Linked DNA regions of Mus musculus: region 1 is linked to region 2. A link is a contact called in public HiCAR-type data. All regions are on one chromosome and are shown on one strand. Each heading gives the region's core, a stretch centred on a gene start, on an enhancer-like site or on the middle of the called end of the contact. The rest is flanking DNA. Distances are from core to core; before and after follow the strand shown. Region 1 overlaps Fzd3 (frizzled class receptor 3). Region 2 overlaps Extl3 (exostosin-like glycosyltransferase 3).

Region 1 (3,244 bases), core at 627-3,126, 180 kb before region 2:
TGCTTGTCCAAATCCTGTTGTTCTTGACCTGTTCTTAAGATGAAGGAAAAAGTACACAGAGTGTGTGGCTTAACCAAAACATCTGTGACCCTGTGCTGGTTAGTTCTGTCAATGTGATGCAAGCTATAGTCATCTGAGTGGAGAGAGCCTCGATTGAGAAAATGCTGGCCTGCAGGTGTGCCTGTAGAACATTTTCTTAATTAGTGATTGATGGGGGAGGGCCCAGCCCATTGTGGATGGTGCCACCCCTGGCTGTCTATAAAAAGCAGGCTGACCAAGCCATAGCAAATAAGCCAATAAGCAGTACTCCTCCATGGCCTCTATCTCAGGTCCTGTGTCCAGGTTCCTGCCCTGTTTGGGCTCCTGTCCTGACTTCCTCCAATGAACAGTGATGAGGATGGAGGCTTAAGCCAAATAACCCTTTCTTTCCCAAGTTGCTTTGGCCATGGTGTTTGATCACAGCAATAGTAACCCTAACTAGGGCAGGCTAATATAAGAACCTTCTAAATTAAAAAGCAGAAAACTCGTACATACAGATAGTGGAGAATTATTTGCAGTTATTTCTGGTTTTGGGAACAAAAATAACAGCTTTTGAAATTTTGAATGTACCCCAATGAAACAATACCGATCCATATTTGTGGATAGGCTTTTTAAGGAAGAAAAATTCTTTTCTTTAAGCTCATATATTTAACTGCTAGAATACACCATATTTACTTTTTTTTTTTTAGGTTAAATATTTTTTTTTTTTTTTGAGACGGAGTTTCTCTGGCTGACCTAGAGCAAGATCTATAGAGCAGGCTGGCCTCAAACTCAGAGATCTACTTGCTTCTACCTCCAGAGTGCTAGGATTATAGGTTAATGTTTATGGGAAGATATTTTTTCTAAGCAAACAGTGTAGTGAAATGACCCATTTTATTATCTGTATTTAATTTTGCAGTGCTGGATAGCAAACCTAAGGCCTTGTGTATGGACTTACATCCCCTTCCCTAACAGATACGGCTTTAGAAGCCAGTTTTGTGACTAGGGTAAACCAAACAGAATTAAGAAGCTTCTAAATTAAAACACACACACACACATGCACACAGAGTATTGTTCGCAGTTGTTTCTGATTTTAGGAATAAAAATAACAGCTTTTAGAAATTCTGAATTGGTTTTCTTATGACAAATTACATTAAAGGAATCTTTTGAAATTCTTGCTTTAAATCAGATTATTAAGTAGAGTAGGATTTGCCCTATAAAGTATTATTTTTTAAGTATGTCATAATCCAGAACTATCTACAATAGAGAAATGTTAAAGAAGTTTACTAACCAAAGAAGAGTCTTACGTACTGTTTTAAGAGCTCTACTTTGACGTATGAAAGTGAATAGATTCCTGTGATAATAGATTATTCAATTTCCCAAGCTATTATCAATGAGTAGACTACCATGATACATTTTTGAAAATTAAGGTTTGAAAAAGAAAAACAGTTACTGAATTAAAGGTGGTTTTGTTTTTGTTTTTAACTAGAGCTTTTTGGCTTAGTTTATTTTGTAGAGACAGAAAACAATTCTTAAAAGTTTGCACGTGACGTCATCAGAAGCTTTATTGTTCCAGAAAGGGAGACTGGATTTGGGGTTTTGTTTTGTTTTGCTTTGCTTTGATATTTTGAGTCTCATAATTTTACTTACATAAATATTTTCATAAGTTGTTTGGAATAACTTCTTATTCCAACTGGATCTAAAGTAGCTATGAATAGGAGTTTTAGATTTTCAAGGCTGTTCCACATTGGTTCACACTTAGTGAGTTTAGTCATGCTGTTCCCAAACCTAGTGTGGCACAGTTTCTATAGTTACCAGGCCCTTTGTGCAGTGACAAAGGTTGGAATTCTGATTCTCCTGAGTCAGATTTTGGCCTTTGACACTGTCCCCTTTTCACACCCTTGCTAAGCTTGGACTGTGGCTATGCTTGAAGGTTTGTCAGTTAGCAGGTTGCTATGGTAACGAATGGAAATTTGAGAGTTGAAAGAATGGGAGCACAAAGGCTTGGTTGATTTGAATTTAAACAAAGAATGCAAGGTTCCATGCAGTGCACCTTTGTTGTAGAAATCAGAAATCTAGTTTTTAGAAAGTTACTTTCCAGTTTGTAAACTTCCTATACTCGGGTCTTGATTTAGGGAATAAAAACATCCCTGCTTAGAGAAACACTCAGGAAGAATCATTTAGAATTCAATCAGCCATGTTCCTTTCTCTTTCATAGACTGTGAGTACTGTTCCTTATGTTATAGATAGATAGAGATAGATAGATAGATAGATATGTTATAGATAGATAGAGATAGATAGATAGATAGATAGATAGATAGATGGATGGATGGATGAATGGATGGATGTTCTCAACCTAAGTGTCAAGGCCACATCATTTAATTTTATTTTGCTGTGATAAGAAATTGTTAAGACCAAGTTGATTTACTTAGTTTTTCATAATAGCTTTATTGGGTTATACCATATATAGTAAACTCCACTTATGTAAAGTGTTCCCTTTGATGAGTTTTTAACAGCTCCTGTATTACCATTATCAAAGTATAGAACTTTTCTATCACATCAGAAGCTGCCTTATATCCTTCGTAGTCCACATTCTCTGCTCATGCTTTCAGCTTTCACAGGTGTGTTCTCTGTCCTTATGGATTGGTGCACGTGCTAGTGTTGTATAGGCATGGACTCATACATGATTTGCTTTTTTAGATGTTATTTTTAGTTATATGTATGTGTGTTTCTGAGTGTGGGTTTATGCAGATGAGTACAGTGCCCATGGAGGCAAGAAATGGTTATCAGCTCTCCAGGTAGTTGGTTGGCAGCTGCCTGATGTGGGTGAGGGAAGATGAACTTTGTGCTCTTACCTGCTGAGCCATTGGCTCAAGCCCACAGTATCTACCTTTTTATATCTGGTTTCTGTCTCCTATCATCATGATTTTGGGGTTACCTACTTTGTTTGACATTTTGAAAAAAACTCCACTTGAGTTTCCCCATTTGACAGTTGAGAACAGGGAACAAAGTCACCCTGCTATAGCCCTACTATACGTGAAATTATTTCCTATTTTATTTATAAGTATTATTTATTAGTTGTTCTAATTGTATTAAGACCGTTTTATAAAAGGGCAAACTAAAACAGAAGTTAAGTGAAACAAATTGGATAAGTTCAAGGGATCTGTGTAAAAATGTCAAAGTTTGCCTGATGCTTAGATTTGTGTTTATAATTGTATGACCTTGG
Region 2 (3,177 bases), core at 630-3,129:
ATGTTAGCCTCATAGTTATGAATGAAAATGAGTTCATGGTGTTACTCTCAACTCCCACCCCCTTGATTGTTCTTGGCCCCTCCCCCTTGTTCACAGAGTAGGCGACTCCCTTCCCGCACCACCCCCCAAGCTCTTTGATGTTGGTGCTCATGTGTTAGAAACTCATAGATAGATGCGGCTTCCTAGGCCTCAAGCTCTTCATTCCTGAGCTCTGTGGTCTGCTTTAAGTCAGAGGAAGTAGCCGCTGTTTCCGTCTGGTGCCTGTGTGATGACAAGGCTGGCTACGGAAGTGTGCTATGCTCGAGGCATTGTTAGAGGCTGGAGGATGTTAGGCTGGGCTGAGCCAGTGTGAACTTAATGGTGTGAAGTGCTAGGTCTGGATTGCTGTCCTGGCCACTGCCCTGTGCTACGAAGAAGGATGTGACAGGAGTCTGGGCTTCTCTGAAGGATGGTGACAGAAGGCCAGCTGACCTGGGAATGTGCTGTGTGAAGCAAGCCAGTGTTCCTGTGAGTTCCTCCAACATGACTGATGTAGGCCAAGAGATGCTCTCCGCATTAGAAAGCAAGGCTAGGGGTCAGATGTTGTGGTACATACACTATACACTTGTATCGTATCTCAGCATCCAGAGGTAGAGCCAGGAGAACTGCAAGCCTATGTAGCCAGCCTGGGCTACATAGGTGAAGCAGGAAGACTGCATGTTAAAGGCCAGCCTGGGCTACACACTGAGTTCAGGGCCTGCCTGAACAGCGCAGCAAGAGGAAAAAATAAATCGGAGCAAATACTAAGGGGCCTCCTGACTTAGCCCTGTCATTCCTAAGCACTCCCCATTGCGTTGAATGTTTGGGATAGCAGAGCCCACTGCTTCCTGGTTCTGCTTACCTACTTACTCATCCGCGTGGTTATTTGATGTGCGTTGGACATCTTGGAGGCAGGCAGTATATGTACCATTCCTTCTGGTCGATGCCAGCCTCCTAATTGAAGCAGTAATTTGAAAGCTAGTCTTCTGAGTTACCAAAGTGTAACACAAAGTACGTCCGTATACCTTCCTGGCACAATGTAAAGAAACAGCCACTCCTGGGGGCTGGGGTGGAGGACAGTACTGTTGTAATTTGAAACAAAACCCCAACAAAAATGGGCATGTTTTTTAAGTTCCTTTCGGTTGACTCGTGTCTTTGACATTTGCCATGCTTTTCGCAAACTCCTAGAGACCAGTGCAGAGCTGTGTACAGTGCGTTTAGGAATGACTAAGTCTCTGTCAGGATTTTGTTGCTGAAACCCCGCAATGGTTGGCTGCTGAGTTGAGCACCTAGATTCCTCCTGCTCCCACCTCCCCTGTGCTGGGCTGAAGGTTGAAGCCTCCGCATTTGGCTTCCGAATCAGAGCTCTTCCCCCATCTTCCCTCTTAGGCTTCTTGACAGTCATCTCAGGGATGGACTTCAGTGAACTTATGCACAAACTTGCTTGTGAATCCAGTCCAGAGCTTGTCTGCTATTTGATTCCTGGCTTTCTGGTCTAGCCTAGTCAGGTCTTTTAAAGAATAAGGAGGGAGCCAGCTGTGCTGGCATATACCTTTTAATCCCAGCAGCTGGAGGGTGAGGCAGGAGGATCTCTGTGAGTAGAGGCCAGCCTGGTCTACATAGTGAGCTCCAGAACAGCCAGGATAATGTAGAGAACTGTCTCAAGTGGTGGCGTGGGGGAGAACAAGGAGGCCCGTAATTTGGCGCCTGTGAAATGCAGTTTATTTAGCTTTCAGCCGAGGAACCACCAGGTTCACACTGTCAATGAAAATCGGGTGAAATTTGCACAGCTTTTCTGATAGGCTCCACAGCCATGCTGCTTTCTTTGTACTGGTACAGAGCCATCTGCTGGGGCTCTTGGGAAGTGCGGCTTTGGTTGGTGGCTTGGAGATCCAGGGAATGTCCTCGCAGTTTGCAGCTTGGCTGAGTCTCTCAGGCTCTGTTGATAATCTTGCTGGAAATGAATTCACAGAACTGGTAATCTTAAAGAGAAGCCTGGGAAATTGAATTTCTCTATATAACTGCTGGGGCGAGGAGGGGCTGTGTTTGCAGAACTGCCTGAATACAGTGCTATGGGTGAACACAAGGGATGCTGGGAGAATGAATGAAAGACGGGCCATTTGAGTGAGCCGTCACCCTGTCCCATCATGTCTCAGGTGGCCACACAATCTTACCTGATAACTTCTCTGAAACTGGGCGCATTTAAAGGGGTAGGATTTTTACCATCACTAAACTTGCCTTTGGGGCTTGCTACTTATGGCCATCTTCTCACTCACTGGGGAGCAAAAGCTGCTGAAAATAAGGGCTTGGTGGCTCCCTTCCTAGCTGTGTGTGTGTCCATCTGTCCGTCCATCCATCCCTGTTGATGTTGCTGAGGACACAATCCAGGACCTTACACTCTAAGTGAGCCTTCTACCACCTAGCAGTACCTTGTGTGCTCTGTTCTCTCCCTCTAGTACTCTCTCCTTTGCTTTCCTTTAACCTAGTTTGACATTCTCTGCCTGGTAAATGGCCAGTCTTTTTCCTGACCAGAACTTGGCCTCTGTTTTGTTACCACTGAATCTGGGCTTCGGAGACCTTGGCTACAAACCCAGGCTTTTTTGTTTTGTTTTGCTTCTTTCTTTCTTTGCGCTTGCGCCTGCCTGCTTTCCTTCTTTCCTTCTTTCTTTCCTTCCTTCCTTCCTTCCTTCCTTCCTTGGTTAAATATTCTTGGGACAAGGTAAGTTTTTGAATCTGTTGCTGGGCTCTGCCACCTGGAATAGCATAGATCCTTCTTGGTGTTGATGGGGCTGGAACAGCTGTGGATCTGAGGCATGTCTAAAGCAGCCCTCCAGCTAATCTGTTACTTCACATACATTTGTAATTGACATCATTTTCTGTGATGGAACAGGGATTAATAATACATTTTTCAATGGTGACTTTGGGTTGAAGACATTTGCAAAGTTGGCAGGAGTTTAGCAGACAGGGGCCTGGGAATGTGAAGAGCAGGACTTTAGCCAGTTCCAATTGAGACTGCCTCCAAAGTCATGCTGATGTGGGAGCAGGTATTCTCTTCATAGCCCTCCCCTCAAGGAAAATCATGAGTCTCAGTGGTGTCATAGGGAGTGTGATAGCTCCCTTTGTTCACAGCACGGTATTAGCAGCTTTTTGTTGTTGTTG

What was found. HiCAR-type assays count read pairs that join an accessible place to other places.
Region 1: a contact with region 2 is called in a HiCAR-type map of astrocytes, with 1.9 times the contacts expected there. The contact joins two enhancer-like sites. A contact is called at or near these places in 4 of 484 Hi-C or Micro-C datasets (the Ba/F3 cell line, embryonic stem cells, extraembryonic endoderm stem cells and 1 more), 1 of 115 datasets of contacts at active chromatin or transcription factors (astrocytes) and 1 of 9 other capture datasets (pancreatic islet).

The regions. Positions count from the first base shown.
Region 1 is chr14:65,244,278-65,247,521 of GRCm38.p6, reverse strand. The region is part of intron 2 of Fzd3 (frizzled class receptor 3); the gene reads left to right. Among named protein-coding and RNA genes, the nearest start is that of Fzd3, 17 kb to the left of the region's middle. Within about 2 kb of position 1,876, at least 53 of the 459 cell types and tissues checked have an H3K27ac peak or open chromatin away from gene starts, as enhancers often do. A contact at or near this core is called in astrocytes, where this site is marked.
Region 2 is chr14:65,068,148-65,071,324 of GRCm38.p6, reverse strand. The region is part of intron 3 of Extl3 (exostosin-like glycosyltransferase 3); the gene reads left to right. Among named protein-coding and RNA genes, the nearest start is that of Gm52118, 23 kb to the right of the region's middle. Within about 2 kb of position 1,879, at least 58 of the 459 cell types and tissues checked have an H3K27ac peak or open chromatin away from gene starts, as enhancers often do. A contact at or near this core is called in astrocytes, where this site is marked.